Linked DNA regions of Mus musculus: region 2 is linked to region 1. Evidence: chromatin contacts called from public HiChIP or PLAC-seq data. All regions are on one chromosome and are shown on one strand. The core of a region is the stretch at or near the end of the contact, and the rest is flanking DNA. Distances in the headings are between cores, read along the strand shown.

What was found. HiChIP or PLAC-seq counts read pairs in DNA pulled down with a chosen protein or histone mark.
Region 2: a FOXA1 HiChIP or PLAC-seq map of pancreatic cancer cells shows a contact between it and region 1. The contact joins two enhancer-like sites. A contact is called at or near these places in 3 of 484 Hi-C or Micro-C datasets (embryonic stem cells and nephron progenitors) and 3 of 115 datasets of contacts at active chromatin or transcription factors (embryonic stem cells and pancreatic cancer cells).

The regions. Positions count from the first base shown.
Region 1 is chr16:29,659,056-29,667,017 of GRCm38.p6, forward strand. It overlaps a transcript of Opa1 not described here. Among named protein-coding and RNA genes, the nearest start is that of Opa1, 84 kb to the left of the region's middle. Within about 2 kb of position 4,191, at least 38 of the 459 cell types and tissues checked have an H3K27ac peak or open chromatin away from gene starts, as enhancers often do. A contact at or near this core is called in pancreatic cancer cells, where this site is marked.
Region 2 is chr16:29,795,242-29,803,203 of GRCm38.p6, forward strand. No RefSeq gene overlaps it. Among named protein-coding and RNA genes, the nearest start is that of Gm46567, 14 kb to the right of the region's middle. Within about 2 kb of position 4,305, at least 33 of the 459 cell types and tissues checked have an H3K27ac peak or open chromatin away from gene starts, as enhancers often do. A contact at or near this core is called in pancreatic cancer cells, where this site is marked.

The DNA.
Region 1 (7,962 bases), core at 2,941-5,440:
TGTGCACGTGGGTGCCCCTACAGCTCTGACAGCAGGACTTCTAGCCATCTTGGTTGGAGATGCAGCTTTATTAGGTCTGGAGGAAGATTATTCATTAAATAACTGCTGCGTTCCAGATATCAAACATACCGCCCTGCTAACTTTTACACCTCCTTCATGTAAGCATTATCAGCATCTTACCAGCAGGCTACTGACTGGGGTTGTACAACGTGCACAGCTAGCTAGCTGCCAAGGTCTCTGAGGGAGCCCATGTGAGTGTGGCTGCAAAAGTCTGAAAGAGCAACTATAGAAATGGCTAGGCACGCCCTCAGAGCTTCCTAGTCTGTTCTGTCCTGGGGCATTAGTGCCTTTCCATGGCACAGACTTAGATTTTAAACAAAACAGCACGTATACTCTGAGGGTCAGTGGGCAAAGTGAGTTTGGATTCCCCTTACCCCAGAAAAAGCCAGACACCGCCACTCTCTTTTCTAATCCTGGCACTTCAGGAAGGGCAGAAACAGATGGGGCCTAGGGGCGCATTGGCATCGACCTCCAGGTTTAGCAAAAGGCGGTGTCAAAATCTAAGGTGGTATGTACTGAAGAGACGGCTGAGTTGTTTGTTGCCAAGAACAGCAGAAGAGAGAGCCTGCATCCATCCACCATCAGCCTTTGGCTTCCACACGTGCTTGGGTGAGCACACACATTTTGTTTAATCGCTTGTACTTGTAAAACCATGCTGCCGGTGCTACTTCCAGCACATACATCAGTGGGTGTTAAGGGAAAACCCTGATTGGATAAGATGCACCTGTATGTATAAAAGCCTTTTGCTCTCGGTGTCAAGTGGGTCCATGTTCCAAAAGGCAAACTGGTGAGCGTCAATGGAACAGTGGGCGTTTGTCCTGCCAGTTTGTTCACTTTTTAACGAATTCTGAATGTCAACAGGATAGTACATTTTAAAACGTTACCATGAAAAAGGGCAGTCAAAAGTCTTAGTAATTGTTTTTGTATTGAATGCATTGCTTACATATCTCATCAATCAAAGCCATTGTCTGTGAAGTGTGGGTGTGTTAGGTCCTAGGTAATCCTTGACTCATGCCCATCTGCAGCTGGAATAGCAAGTTCTGCACACAGACCCCAGGCTAACAAACTCTCAATTATCGAGAATTACCTGTGGTACACCTATATAATGGATACATATTAATGAAATAGGCTCCACCTACACACATACACACACACACACACACACACACCCTCAAGGCCACAATCGTGCAAATGCAAGACACAAATACCCACTACCCCATCCCTGAAATGAGAAACAACCACCTATCGATCATATGGCATAGAACCTTCTAACCTCTAAGACGTGACCCCCAGTCTGCCATGTGGGCCTGACACTTCCTCAGAGCCCTCTCTATGCTGTCTGTCCATTTGTCTAGTATTAATAGCTCTACTAATAAATCTCTTACCCAAAAGGACAGCCCTCTTTAGTGTCCCCCTTAAGCCCAAAGGCTGCAGCTATGGAATCAGGACTCACACTAGCCTTCGTCCTTGTTCTAAAAGCACAAGCCTGCCTGAAGGTAGGCTAGGAGAGAGGCTGCTGCTGAGCAGAGAGAGGCAATGCCCTCTGCACATACAGAGTTCTGCCTTGTATGTCCAAAACAGAACAAGACCAGATCACAGGAGATGAAGCGAGGAGCACCTGTTCTGGGACGCTCAGGAGAGCCTTCCTCTTCCATACCAGAAATGAAAAAGAGCAGGAACTGATGGCTGTGACCAAACATCTGTCAAGAAGCCACTTCAGAGAGGAAGGGTTTCTTCTGCCTCTAGTTTGAGCAGATCCAGTCCGTCAAGGCAAGGAAGAGCTGGCAGCAGGAGTGGGAAGTGGCTGGTCACAGGACATCTTGGGTCAGGAAGTAGAGAAATAGAAAAGCTGGTCTGCTGTGAGATGTCGAGGCTCAGTCTTGATGACTCCCTTTCTCCGTGGGGCTCCAGCTCTGAAAGATTCAGTGACCTCCCCAAAAATGCACCAGCCACAGCAGTTCAAGAACATGAGCCTTGGGAGAGCATTTTCCATCTGCTTTGTGAGGGAGGCGTGTGCTCTGATGAAACTCCACTACCAAAGACGGCTTGGGAAGAAACGGCTTTATTTGGCTTAGGCTTTCACATCCTCCACAGACATCAAAACAGAACCCAAGCAGAGTAGGAACCTGGGGGCAGTTAACCGGCAAGACTTCTTTGCCCAGGATAAAGCAAAAGGAAGGAGCCACCATTGGCAAAGAGTCTGCAGAAGACCAAGAAGTCAGGAATTCAGAAGGCAGTAGAGTGGGACCTGTGGTTAAGCTGCCTCCTGGGGCCACTGGAGCCCAAGAGGCTTCCTCTACTCGTTGGCACACCTGTTCTGAGCCCAGTGCTAAGAACTGAGTTTCCAGTCCCTCATGAACATCTCCCCTCCACCCCCCCAGGAGCTAGCTTGGAGATGCCAAGTCCTCCCCTCAAGGAGAAACCATGAGAGCCCCAACTCAGCTGTCTACTTTAGAAAAGGGTGAAAGAGCCTGAAACCAAGGGAGAATCTAAGGAGGCATGGATTAGCAGCCCTGAGAGCAAACACCATGGGATGTGTGGGCATTCTTAGTTCATGGCCAACAAGCAGGAGGCTGCCCTCTGTACAAACAGCCTTGGTAGTGAGCGAGGCCTTTACTTTCGAGGGTACTTGAGTATTCAGTGTAGTTCTTGCATTAGCTACCCCCCCCCCCCCACTCCTCCCATGCAGATGGGCTCTTTACCAAACGTGAACTTTCTCTCTCCTGGATACTCTGAATCCAGTGACCCAGAAATAAGACAAATGAGCCATTCAAGTGTCCTTGAGTCCTCACACCTAAAAATGAAGAGGCCCCTTCCGTAAACCCTGGAGTGTTTATGCCACCACCTTTTCCTTGCTTTCTTTCTCAAGGGCAAAGTGGGCTGCTGGCATGTAGTGCTGTCCGCAAGTGCTCCTGGGACAGCAGTCCCCAGCCGCATCTCCTCCCCAGCTGTCCACCTCACCCCCGTGTATCTGCTCCAGATTCTCAGTTCTATCCATCCCCTTCTCCCTACACTCCTAACCCTTATCTCCAGCTCTCTGCTTGCATATCCCACCGGTGGTTTATACTTAAACTAGCCAAAGGGCAACCAGTCCTCCTCCGTTAGACTGTGCCTTCTCTGACTCTTAACTGTTTAGAGACAGGCACTGTGCTATGCGCCAGATAGAAACGTGATAATGTCCCTCTCGGTACAATCAACAACCCACTCACCCGTTTCTACATTTTTTTTGTCTCAATCCTGTCCAGCTTCCTGTCTCAACACACACTGGCTCATTCATATACAGCATCTTTGTTCTTACCATTAGCCTTCATTTTTTTTTACCCACCCCAGCCTGGCGTGCCATTAAAATCCGATTCTGTATAGCTTTCTCTGTTGATAAAAATCAAAAGTCTTAACCGGTCTCACAGAAGCCCTGATTGGTCTCCCGTGAAACTAACTGCCTTTTCTAAATGAAATCACCTTTAACTGGCAGGTGGCCTTTACAGTTATTATCTCAGGTAATCTTCAAGATGTGCCAGCCAGGTGGATAAGGTAGCCATTGTGTGAAATGGGAAGATTCGATTCTCTTCTCAAGTAAGCATCAAATGAAATGGTTAAACCTTAATCAAACAGCTCCTAAAGTGGTTCTGACTCCAGCGTAGCATGAATTTCTGGCCCTGTGCTCTGTCGACTATCCACAACATAGGAAACATTTCAAGATGAACATTGTGCCTTCCTTTCTGACTTTAGTTCGTTTTGCATAGGAGAGTCTCTGTAGAAGACACCGCCCCCTTGGATACCGAGTCTCTTGTGCCTTAGCAGTGGACACCGGGTCTTCCAGATCCTTTCAGTGCTCCAAGGTCAACATGAATCTGTGATGTCCGTGTTTGCTTTCCTCTTCCTGTCGAAGCATCAGCAGTGGTAGGACCCTGGATCCTCAGAGTGGAGCCAGTCAGCGGCATGGTCATAGCAGCCACCACCTCAAGAACAACTTTTACAAAGGAGAAAAGCGGCTGAGGGGACAAATTGGGGAAAGTCACATGAAACATCTTGCATACAAAATATGAAGGAACTCTTGAGGGCTTTTACCTGACTGACACACTCTAGTGAGTCACACTTGGTCACTAAGTAAAGCTCAAGGGCTGGCAAGATGACTCAGCTCGCAAAAGGCACCTGCCTTACATACTGAATTCAATCCCCAGGACTCACGAGGCAGAGAGAGGGAAAACTGGCTTCCAGAGAAGATTGTCCTTGGACCTCCACACATGCACTGTGGTACACTTGTGCCCACACACATTAAGTCAGTAAATAAGCAAATGTAATTTATAATTAAAAACAAACAAACTAACTAACTAACTAACCCTTCAGGGGCAAGGCAGGTGGCTCAGCAGCTAAAAGCACTTGCTGCTCTTTCAGAGGACCTGGCTTCCCAGCCCCTGTCAGGCAGCCATGTCAGGCAGCTCAAAACCAAACCTGTAAATCCAGCTCCAGGGGACCACAACCCTCGTCCAACCGCAGAGGACACTCCCACACTACTTGTGACATATAAACACACAGACTTACACAGGCACATAAATAGAAAGTATACATTTAAAAAAAAAACAAAATGTGGGACAGTGTCAGCATACACCTTTAATCTCAACACTAGGGAGACAGAGGCAGGCAGATCTCTCTAAGTTTGAGGCCAGCCTAGTCTATAGAGGGAGTTACAAGACAGCCAGGGCTAGATAGAAAACCTCTGTCTCGAAAAAATAAGGCAAGGGGTGGGGAAGGCAGACATGGTGGCTCACACCTTTAATGCCAGCACCTGGGAGGCAGAGACAGGCAGAACTCTGAGTTCCAGACCAGCCTGGTCCACAGAACAAGTTCTACGACAGCCAGAGCTACACAGAGAAACCCTGTCTGAAATTCCATCCCCCAAAAAATGCCATTCCTAAGAAAAGGACATTTTTGTATTTGTTGCCAGTGGTAATCCCATGAGCCCAATAGCTTCTCGGTGTATTGCTGATGATGTGGTTGGTGGCAGGAACGCTGTGATGTGTGGACATTGTAGGAGGAAGTGTGTCCACAGAAGACCAGCATGAGCCGCTTTCCTAACAGCTCCTGTGATGGGACCAAGTCAGCCCTGAGTAAAGATCTCCACAAGGGAGGCAAGCACTGGGAGCTAAGGTGAGGAACAGAGGAGCTCAGCGCCTCTTGTGCCCTGAGCCCACGGGAACCCAGACGAGCCCAAGAATTGCAAAGAGTCTTTTATTTTCAAGTTTGAACTCGCTTCACCCACCTAGCACTCACAAGGGACCCTGAGTCCAAAAACATTGGGTTTATATACAGTATAGTTAGGAATAGTGTGGATATTTACAGAAAAGGGGAGTAGAGGGTGGGATCGCACTGAAGCAGGAGCAGGGTTAATGGGTATCTATCTGCTCAAGGACAAGTTTTATAGCCAGTCCTCACTGTCTGTGACCTGACTGTCTGTTTACCTTCCCCCCCCACCCCCCATGGTCTCCCTTGAGCTTGTTATTTCTCTAAGGCCTCAAGGACAGGCACCTGGAGTTTTATCAGCAGGAGTGTTGAGTGCCATTCTAATGCTAGGGGAGGGGGAGGGAGGATGGGAGCCTCTGGTGGGGAACGCAGAGGCAACTGTCTGTACAACACTGAAGTCTCTCTAGTATCCGTAATTCGGGGGTTACAACACACCCGGGGCAGATTCTGCACTGCAACTAACTTTTCAAGTACTATAGAATATTCCAGAAGATTCAGCGTTATCTGGAAAATTTCTCATTGCATCACAGTTCAGGCCCAGGTTCTCTTCATGTGCTTACCCAGATTATCATGGTATGTTTCACCAAAGCACCACATTTCCACGGAGTGCAAAAACAGAGAGTCTGCCTCCCTGTTACCAAGCCACACACTAAAGAGCATTGCAAAACTGGAAACACAATGCACTTCTTACTACGTTTGTTTAAAAAAAAAAAAAAGAGTCATTTTACATATAATTTTATAAGCTAACATGTAAGCTTTTCTCAGTTTAAATCTCTACTATGATAAATATCAGTAGACAACAAACTCTTAGAGTGTTCAATAATTATAATAAGTTTCTTGAGACAGGGGGATTGTCGAAGTCTACCTAGGAGGCTCTCCTTCATCCCTCCTGGCTGTGATTTATGACAGTCAGGGACTCCTGATTTTCCTGCTACAGTAGGTAAACAAATGTTCATTCTGAATGCATGTGTGTACCATGAATGCATGTGTGTACCACGAATGCATGTGTGTACCAGCCTGTGGAAACTCTAGAAGATTCAGCATCTACCCAGCAAGTGAATTCCTGCAGCGCACGGCAATGCGGTTTTGTTGCAGCAGCGGTGTCTGGTGCACACTGCCAGGCTTTCTGGTGTCTAGTACCATTTCCCCCAAGAAAGGAGTAATGGGGAACTGTGGTCCTGCAAGGAAGCCCAACTGGCTTAGTCTGGAGCTACTGCATCTCCACGTAACGCCAAATGCTTCTCTAAGGTTGATTTTTCTCATTTCATTAAAAAAATAAAAATAGGGGCTAGTGAGATGGCTCAGTGGGTAAGAGCACCCAACTGCTCTTCCAGACTGCTCTTCCGAAGGTCCGGAGTTCAAATCCCAGCAACCACATGGTGGCTCACAACCATCCGTAAAGAGATCTGACTCCCTCTTCTGGAGTGTCTGAAGACAGCTACAGTGTACTTACATATAAATAAATAAATCTTTAAAAATAAATAAATAAATAAATAAATAAATAAATAAAATTCTGGGGTGTGTGTATGTTGTTGTTGTTGTTTGTTTGTTTGTTTAGTGAAAGTAAGGTTATATATAACTTTCCAAGTATCTAGCATGAGTGTTCAAAAGTACTCTCTAGGATTATGATACTATGTAGGTCTCAATCACTAGAAGTTTTCAAATCAAACAAGAATGGCTCCAGAAACATCGGTGGAACCTTGCCCACCTCCTGTATGGTCCCTTCAGTCACACTGAATGCAACTACTTTCCAAAGATGATACTTCTGCTGGACCAAGCCAAGGCCCTGCCTGACCTCTGAGCACCTAGCTTCCTGGAGCCAGCCCAAGTTGCGCTGTACTGATGCTGTGCCCCACCCTGCCCCTTGCCGGGCTTTCCTGATCCCCTCTAGTTGCTCCTGTACTGTGCTAGACCCTGTGGGACTTGGCTCAAGAGTGAACAATACAGCTCTGGAACCCCTGTGGGTACCAGATGGCCACTGAGGTTGTGTGCCCTGTGTCCAGAGGCTGCATTTGAAGATTCTGAAGAAAACTTGGGCTGCCACATATCTGTTTACCAAGAATCTAGCTTCAAGCTTTTTAAGCATAATTCAAAAGGGGCATTTTTGGTGCAGAGATGTTCCGGAAACACGTTGAATGCAGAACATAGTCAGTTTAGTTCTGTGATGGTTTTGTTGGAGAAGTCCTCAGGATGAATAAAGGCACCTCAGACCGGGGTCCTTCCCTTCAACAGACTGTCGTTCTCTTTTCCTGAAACCCAATTTTCAGTTTAGCATTCATATAGAACTTTATAGTTACATGTTACATGTACGGTATTGGTATTAAATCGTTCTCTGGCATTTCACATTGCTATTCCAAAGTCTCCGCTCACCACACTGGAGGTAGCATGTGAGTGAAACTAATCAAGTCTGTCTCAAAGCCACCCTGTAAGCAGCAGTTTGCAAGTCGCAGACTTTCTTTTCCTTTATTTTAATTTGTCTATAAAATAGAAACATGGACTAGTGACCAGAAGAACATAGCAAGGCCTAGTCAAAACTCGATTCTCCAGCCAGCCACATCGGGGCCGGAAGGCAGCATCCGTCTGTGGGCTGCGGAAGTGGGAAGCAAAGAAGCTGTTGGCGGAGGTGTCAGTGTTCAAGGCCTGGACAGACTCCTCTAATGA
Region 2 (7,962 bases), core at 3,055-5,554, 140 kb after region 1:
TTTTAATCCATGATGGTTAATTGGGTCTGTGCTGAGGCAGTACACCACAGTAGCAACCACATAGTAGGGAAGGCCTGTTTATTTCATGGCAGACAGAAAGCAAAAGACAGGCAGAAAAGAAAGGGGCAGAATGCCTCGGGGTTAAAGAGGGGTCCTGCATCTGCTCAGGACTTGGGCTAGGCTGGAGTTTGACAGCTCATCCCCCCCACGCCCAGGCATCAGGCTGTGAGAAGCTGCTCCAGGGGTGGAGAAGCGCAGTCTGAGGTCCCTAGAGAGCTGCCAGAGTTGGGATGGGGGTGGGAGGGTGCACAGAGGCAGAGGATGTTTTGTTCTCAGACTCTTGGGTATCCCAGATGCCACTGGATGCCTAGAAAGAGCTAATAATGGAGTGGGGGCTGGAGGGCTGGATCTAGCCTGGGGCTGAAGAGAAAAGGGCAGGAGGAGAGCTCTGGCTGGTTCCTGAAGGGAGGAGAGAGTCCTTGACTTGCCTGGTGGGTGGCTTGGTGGAATCCATAGCTGGGAGCACAGGGAGGCCTCCTGCAGGAGATTAGATGAGGCTCTTTAGAGGAAGACCTGCTCCATTGTTCCCCGTGGAGGATCCTAATGAAAAGAGGCAGTCTATGGTTTTAAAGCATTTATTGTCATGGTCGAGAGTTGTGATGAGTGAAACCGTACCCCACTTTCTCAGGGCAGGCTTAAAGTTAAATACCTTTTGCAGGGAGGAGTGTCTGGGAAGGGGATCTTAATTGGCTAAGCCCTTCAGACCTTTAGGTGCCTCATTAAAATGGAGACCTGTCTTGAGGCTATGTGATCTGTGGTCACTTCCTCTACCTGTAGAGGGGCTTGGGGCATTGACTGATGGCCACAGAATTATGGAGAGCTGAACTAGAAACTAGGCTGCCTTTCATGGTCCTACGGGTGCCGATCTCCACTTTAAAGGCATGCTTTCAAGGAGATCTTGTAGAAGTTCTAGGTTCAATTTCCAAAACCCACATTGGGCAACTCACAACCACCTTTAACTTCAGTTCTAGAGAATCCAATGTCCTTGGGAACCTGTATTCTTGCATAAACTCACAGAACACACACAAACACAATTTTTACAAAAAAAAAAAAAAAAAAAAAAAAACAAACTTAAAACAACGACAATAAAGGATGCTTTCAATGACCTAGCTCCTTTTCACTAGGATCAAACTCCTAACGTTTTCTCTCCTCAATTCCAACACAAGCCACAGACTGAGCCTTTAACCCAGGGGTATTTAAGGGAGCATTGCACATCAAAACTATAGCAATGTTCCTCGCCAGAGCCTTATTATAAAACTGTTTGATGGACAGTTATGTAAGTGTGAATTCTACTTCACAAGTTAGATTGCTAGCATGCACAAAAAACTTGAGTAAGAAAGGGATCACTGTTACAATTATATTCAAATACACACACACACTCACACACATGCGAGTGTGCATACACAGAGGAAGGCTAGACAACAGACTATACAGCATAGATCTATACACACAACAGAGCCATAAAAACCTCTACCTTTCCTTCTCTGCGCCTTTTGTATTTGCCAAGTGTCACATGACCACTGTATGTAGTTTTTATCATCACAAAATAAAATTAAACGTGAGGTGATATGCCACTGGGTAATTAGGGCTCCAGCTAGATCACCAAACGCTTACCCTTGAAGCTTTTGACCCTGGTGTGGCCTAGGCTGTCTAAACATCCCTGGTACAAGTGAAGTAGCATCATCACCTGCCTGAGAGCCCTACTGGGTGGTCTCGTGTTGTTTCTTACCTTCTCCATAATTTGTTATCAGCTTTATTCAATCAGAGGGCTGGATGGTACAACCTAGTCCCGAGAAACTTCAGAAGCCACAAGCACTTTCCTTTAACTCATTTGCTCCTCTCCGTAGCCCTAAAGTTCATAGGTACAAAATGAATCTTCTCACTATTTGACCTAATAGAAGAGAGAGATTCACTGGCCTGGAGCCACACAGATGTTGAGAGGACTAAAGATGCCAAAGCAGGTCTCCCGGCTTTACACCCTGGTCTATCAGCTACATCAGGGTTCCTTTTGCATAGTAACAGTGAATTCCTGTCCCTTCATGAAACGCCAGCCAGTGTCCTGACTCTGAGACCCCAGATAGTAGGACTAGGATTTCTTCCTCATTTATGTTTTCTAAAAGGTTTTTGAGCAGCCCTCACACCCCCTCTGAATCATTCTCTATTCCATCTGCTCCTCTTCTGGCCTTGTTTGTGGGGCCACACACCGGTGGGTCAGCATCTCAAAATCAGAATTACAAAGGGCCCCAAAGGCCACTCTCCCGAGAAGCCCTGCCTGCCTTTTTCAGACTTCTGTGAAAAGTCTTTCCACATGCTCTCCAGGGGCGCAGGGCAGGGTGGTAAACCTCCCTTCCCCTCCACTGAGCCACCATGCTTCTGCTGGATGACCTGCATTCACTGATGGGGAAACGAGGAGGCTGCCTGGTGTGAGGCAGCGTGATTCGGGCTTTTTGCACAAGGGCATTGTGCACAACGGAAAGATCTGAGCGTTCCAACAGGAAAGAAAATCAGAAATGCCAAGGCAAGGGGTAACAAAAAAAAGCCAGAGCACAACCAATCCCAAGGGCTGAGAAAAAATTTGTGTACAGGGTGTGGGTGGGGGGTGGGGGGTGAGGGGGAGGGGGAGGGGGTGAAAGAGTGGGGGTGGGGCTCTTCTGAGAAGATTACACCTATGGGCAGCTGGGGTCAAAGAGCCTGGCTAGCCCTCCTGAGGAGTTCTTTGCGGATCCTTTCTCTTCTGTGTCTGCCTTCAGGCTGTCTTCAGTTCTGTCCAGCAACAACCAGGAGCCCCCCTTCTTCAGGCTAGCCAGAACGACAGTGCTTGGTCAGTGCAGTGGTGTGGCAGCTTGATGGTTTTTCCACACAAAGTGACTTAGTAAAAATCAAGAGTTCTGACCATTTTCTCTTACGATTCTTCCCACCTGCGCTAAGAAAGAGAAACTGGATCTCCCTTTGCCCACAGAGTCAGTTGCTTTTATTTTATGTAGGACGTAAAGAAAGGGGTGCCCCATCCCTAATAGCAACTCACTGAGTAATATGCTTTTAAATAGGTAACACGCAAAAAATATTAAAGGTCCTCTCCCTAAACCTTAATAGAAGCTTTGTTAATTAATAGAGGCATTTAAAAGAGCAGGATCGTATTCAGTTTGATGAAATAAAGACTTTGTGTTGGGATGCAGAACGACATATATGCATGGAAACTATTAAAGCCTTTTAAGATCCTACATCTGTCTCACCCTCCAAGTAAAATTCTTCCGTGTTAATAAATATCCCATCATGCGTATCCAATGTAAAGGATCTCACAGAAAGAAGTTGCATTCCTTGGTCTCTGGGAAATAATCTCATGTAAACGAAGAAAGGATTCTTGTTAGATTCATGCATCAGAGAATTGTAAGCCTCAGACCTCAAAAGTTATTCACCCAATGTGGTCCAACGTGGTCATCTGTAGACCCAATCTGATGTCACAGTCCCTCTGAAACTGGTGTGAACCAGTTGCACACCAGGCTAGCGCTTGCCAGGTAGTTGGATCCTGTTCACTTTTCATCATCACGATAGCCCTGTGAGATGTGTGATCTCCATTTTTCGAGTGAAGAAACCCAGTAAGAGGGTCGAATAAAGACTCCAGGATGACAGAGCTGGCAAATGGGACTTCTAAACCCGGGACTTTTTTTTCTTTCCACACTGGCGCTTATCCTTTAAGTGGTTGTCTTGTCACTTCTCTCAACACTGTCACTTCCTTAAGCTGCTTCTTCCACTGTGAGGTCATTTCTATTGTTTATAGATTTCATGCTTGTACTGAGTTAGATCTCCAATCTACCCTGTAGCCTGACTCCTCAGGTGTGGACCAAGACCCCACGACCTTTAGGAGATTGATGCTCTGGGTCACTGACTGTGGCGTGCAAGGAATTATCTTTCAGGACCATCTTCCAAGTGTTTGGTTTCTGTGCTGCCAAGGCTGAGGAATGCTGGGTATCAGGAGGTGTTAGGGGCTGGCTAGTCCAGGATGAAGAGGCAGAGGGTGGGGGCATCAGTTCCCACACCACAGGCTCAGCTCAGGAAGGAGACGGGAGTTCTGATAAGAAACAGGCTCCAGATCCCACCCTGTGTCAGTCTGCAAGCAGTTTCCTGGTTCTTGGATGGCAGTGACCTGGAAATACAAGCCACAGAAATGCTGCCAAGGAGGCACTGCCAAGTTCCCCAGACAGTTACACCCTCTGTCTCCACAGCCTTTTGTATACATCTCTTGACCATGATGCCCCATCATGAGCTGTTTACACTCACGGTCTCTTTCCTGGACTGTGCTTCTGCAGTACACGGACTGGCAAACTGGCATGGCCTGTTTTTGTGAATAAAGTTTTATCGGGAATATAGTCACACCTATTTTTGCAAGTAAAATTTTACTGAAACAGATTCGTGTTCATTCATTTTTTGCATTGTGTATGGTCTTGATATACAAGCTACACAGATTATATTGTTGGTTTTGTATCTCTGCAAGTTTTTTTTTTTTTTTTTTGAGGGCAAGAATAAAGTCATCCTGTGTCTCTTTGGAGTTTTGTATCCCACTGGTTTAGCCAGAATTAGCATTAGAATTAGCAGGCTCTGTTTTTTAGCTAGCGCACCCAACAATACACTACTCTATGGTATGTGTATATATTTCATCCCCTTGGGTCTGTTCTTCTAGATCAGTGGTTCTCAGACTTCCTAATTCTATGACCCTTGATAGACTTCCTCACATTGTGGTGACCCACAACCATAACATAATTTTTTTCTGTTACTTCATAACTGTAATATTACTACTGCTATGAATCATAATGTAAATATCTGTGTTTTCCGATGGTCTTAGGTGGCCCTGTGAAAGGGTCATTCAACTACAAAGTGGTTTCGATCCACAGGTTGGAAACCCCTGCTCTGCAGATTCCCTGACTAAAGAATCCAGGGTCTTGTAAGAAACCAAACTCAATCAACCAGCCAAACAAACAAAAAATACTGGTTCACCATGATAGACTGGTTGGGGACTGGGAGAGCCTGCTTTTCTTTGATCTGTTGTTTGTGTCCTATCTAAAGTAAACAGACATTTGTTCATGTCTCCCCAGGAAAACTCATGCACCACACATGGGAACTGTTGCAACTGTAGTGGGCTCTGAAAATCCCTGGGTGAGACAGAGAGGTGACAGACACCAAATGGGCAATACACAGTCACTAAGGGAGAACAGAGACAGGGCTTTCACCAGAATGCTGCACGGGAAGAGCTCTTTGAAGTTGGAGTCCCTAAAGCTGAAGGTGCTCTGGGACAGCCCCCATTCTGCTTGATTTGCATACACTGAATAGCTCTGGATAGCATCTACAGAAGGGACTTGGTCACAGCAGGGAACCACAGCCCTAAACTGATTCTTTGCCTAGGCTTCTTTTTCAGCCTCATGGCCACGTGACCACAAAGGGAGTGGGAAAAACCTACTGCTCAGTCCATGTGTACACAATAAATCTCTTCTACTGCCAAATCTTCCCCAAAGAAACCTGAGGACATAACTGGAGCACATGACTTACTGTCAGGATAAGAGTTTATAGCAACCAGGTACTCAGTGGGGTTTTGCGGGGGCTCCATCTCACAGTGGTACAGCCCTAACCCAGGCAGCTATTTCCTCTGCTCCAGAACTGTTGATTTTAGAAACAGACGTAGTGGTTTTTAGCAGAATCCCCACACTCATTGCTTTCTGTACAGAGTACAAGCCACTATGGTAAGACAAGTGAGCCTGCAGCATGGATGGGAAAGATGCAGGGATGGTGAACATGGTCACATGCTCCATTCGTCCTGAGTATTTGGCCTTTGCCAACATATGTAGCTTTTCCAGGTGTGGTTTTGTTGCTAAGGAAACCATACAACTTCTGGAAGTTATTGATCTGGCAAATTTGGCTATCCCCACCCTGGTATCCTAGAATATTCACCAGAATCAGTTTGTTTTTAGCTAGCACACCCAGCAATACACTACTTTCCTGTCTCAGGCCTGGGACTTCTCAGTCTATGACCATGACCTAGTCTTAGAGACCTCAGCCGCATCCATGTTTCATGTGCTGTGAATTATACCACATATCACACTTGCCCGTGCTGCAGATATAACGAAAACTGGTCCTCAATGAGCATAAACAGCTATTACTCGAGATATCTTACTGAGAAAATGCAAGCAGATCAAGGGAAAGGAATCCCAGGGAAATGCAGGGCCTGGTTATTTTGGGTTTGAAGACCTAACTACTAAAGGCTTAGGATCTGGGCAAGTGAAGATGTTTCATCTAATGTGGAGAAGTCGTAGTGTCTGGTCTCTCTGCCCACCACACGGACTGTGGAACACCCGTAAAACCTCTGGAAGCAGCTGATGCCTTTGGGCACGCTCTTCCAAAGGATCTATTGAGTAAGTCAAAAGAGTGCTGAATGTCAGCAGAGAAATGTGAAGAGTCTGCAAAAAAAGATTCAACCTACTAGGCAAGGCGTTCATCAATCTAAAGTGGACTCAACACACCCACTTGTGCTGTGAAGGTGAGGAAGCTGTGCAGAACTATTTGCAGGTAGGTTCCGGGAGGTTAAGTCACACCATAGACCTTTAGGACTGACTTAGGTACTAACCACGCCCTGTAAGGAAGGCTTCTGCTCTGCTCTTGGGCCTAACAGAACCTGAGTTCCTGATCCAACCCCCAAGCGACTGCCACTATCCGCTCTGTGCATTTCCGGTCCGCTCTGTGCCCATCTGCGTGTGGTATTACCTACCATTGCTTTTCCTGCTGATGCGTAGGAATGTCAAGTAACCATCCAGCACAAAACCTTACCTGACACCACAATCTCTCCACGGTTCCTGCTGGGTAACTGTTCTCTGGTCTTCGATGGTGCCTTTCTTGGTTGTCTGTTGCCATAATAAAATGGCAGTGCTGGGACTAGGTAATTTACAGAGGACAGAAGTTTATCTGGTTTATAGCTCTAGAGGTCGGAGAGTCTGAGAGCGTGGTGCAAATGTCCCCACGTACAGTGAAGTGGGCGTGGTCTGGTGAGGCAGAGCAAGCTTGCTACCTTGGCTTTCTATGTCTGCAAAGCCATTAATGCCATCACAGGGACCTGTCCCCATGATATCTATTTATTTCCCTCAAGCTTCCACCTTCAAATAGCATCGGCATAAGTATATTTAGGAAGGAGCCACTCAAACCACAGCATGAATCTTCTCTTTCTCTGCCATGACCGGGATAGCCAATCCTAAAACAAAGCCCTAACTCATCTATTTCCCTCTTCAAACCTTTCAGAATTCTCAAACCCTCTTCAAACTTTCCAGACTGGAAACATTACTTGTTACATGCGTGACTATATTTAATTTCCATAACAGCTCTGCCTTAAAGAGAACATTTTCCAGCTTGACAGAGGCAGAAGCTGACAATGAAAAGCAGTTTGCCCAGTGTCTCACGCCCAGTCTGTGGGAAGCACAACTGGAAGCCACTCATGCACATCGGACTCCAGAGCCTGGAGGAGCAGGGGGTCCTGGCCAAGCTGCACCCAGGGCCTCCCCGAGGGAGAGTAACTGCAGCCATTATTTCCCCAGCTTCTTAACTGACAGAGCCAACGAGGCTCCCAGATCTTCCCATGTCTCAGTAACCAATGTGAGTTAATACTGAACTTTAAAACACGGCTTAACTCATGAAATACTTCAAATATGTGGAGCTATCTAGAGAACAACATAGCAGACATTCTTATACTCAACATAAAAAACTCTTTATTCTTCTCATTCAGCTTAATTTTATTTCATATCCTGTTTCTGTTTTCTTTTCCTTTTCTTTTTTGATTAGGTATTTATTTCAGTTACATTTCCAATGCTATCCCAAAAGTCCCCCACACGCTCCCCCACCCACTCCCCCACCCTCCCACTCCCACTT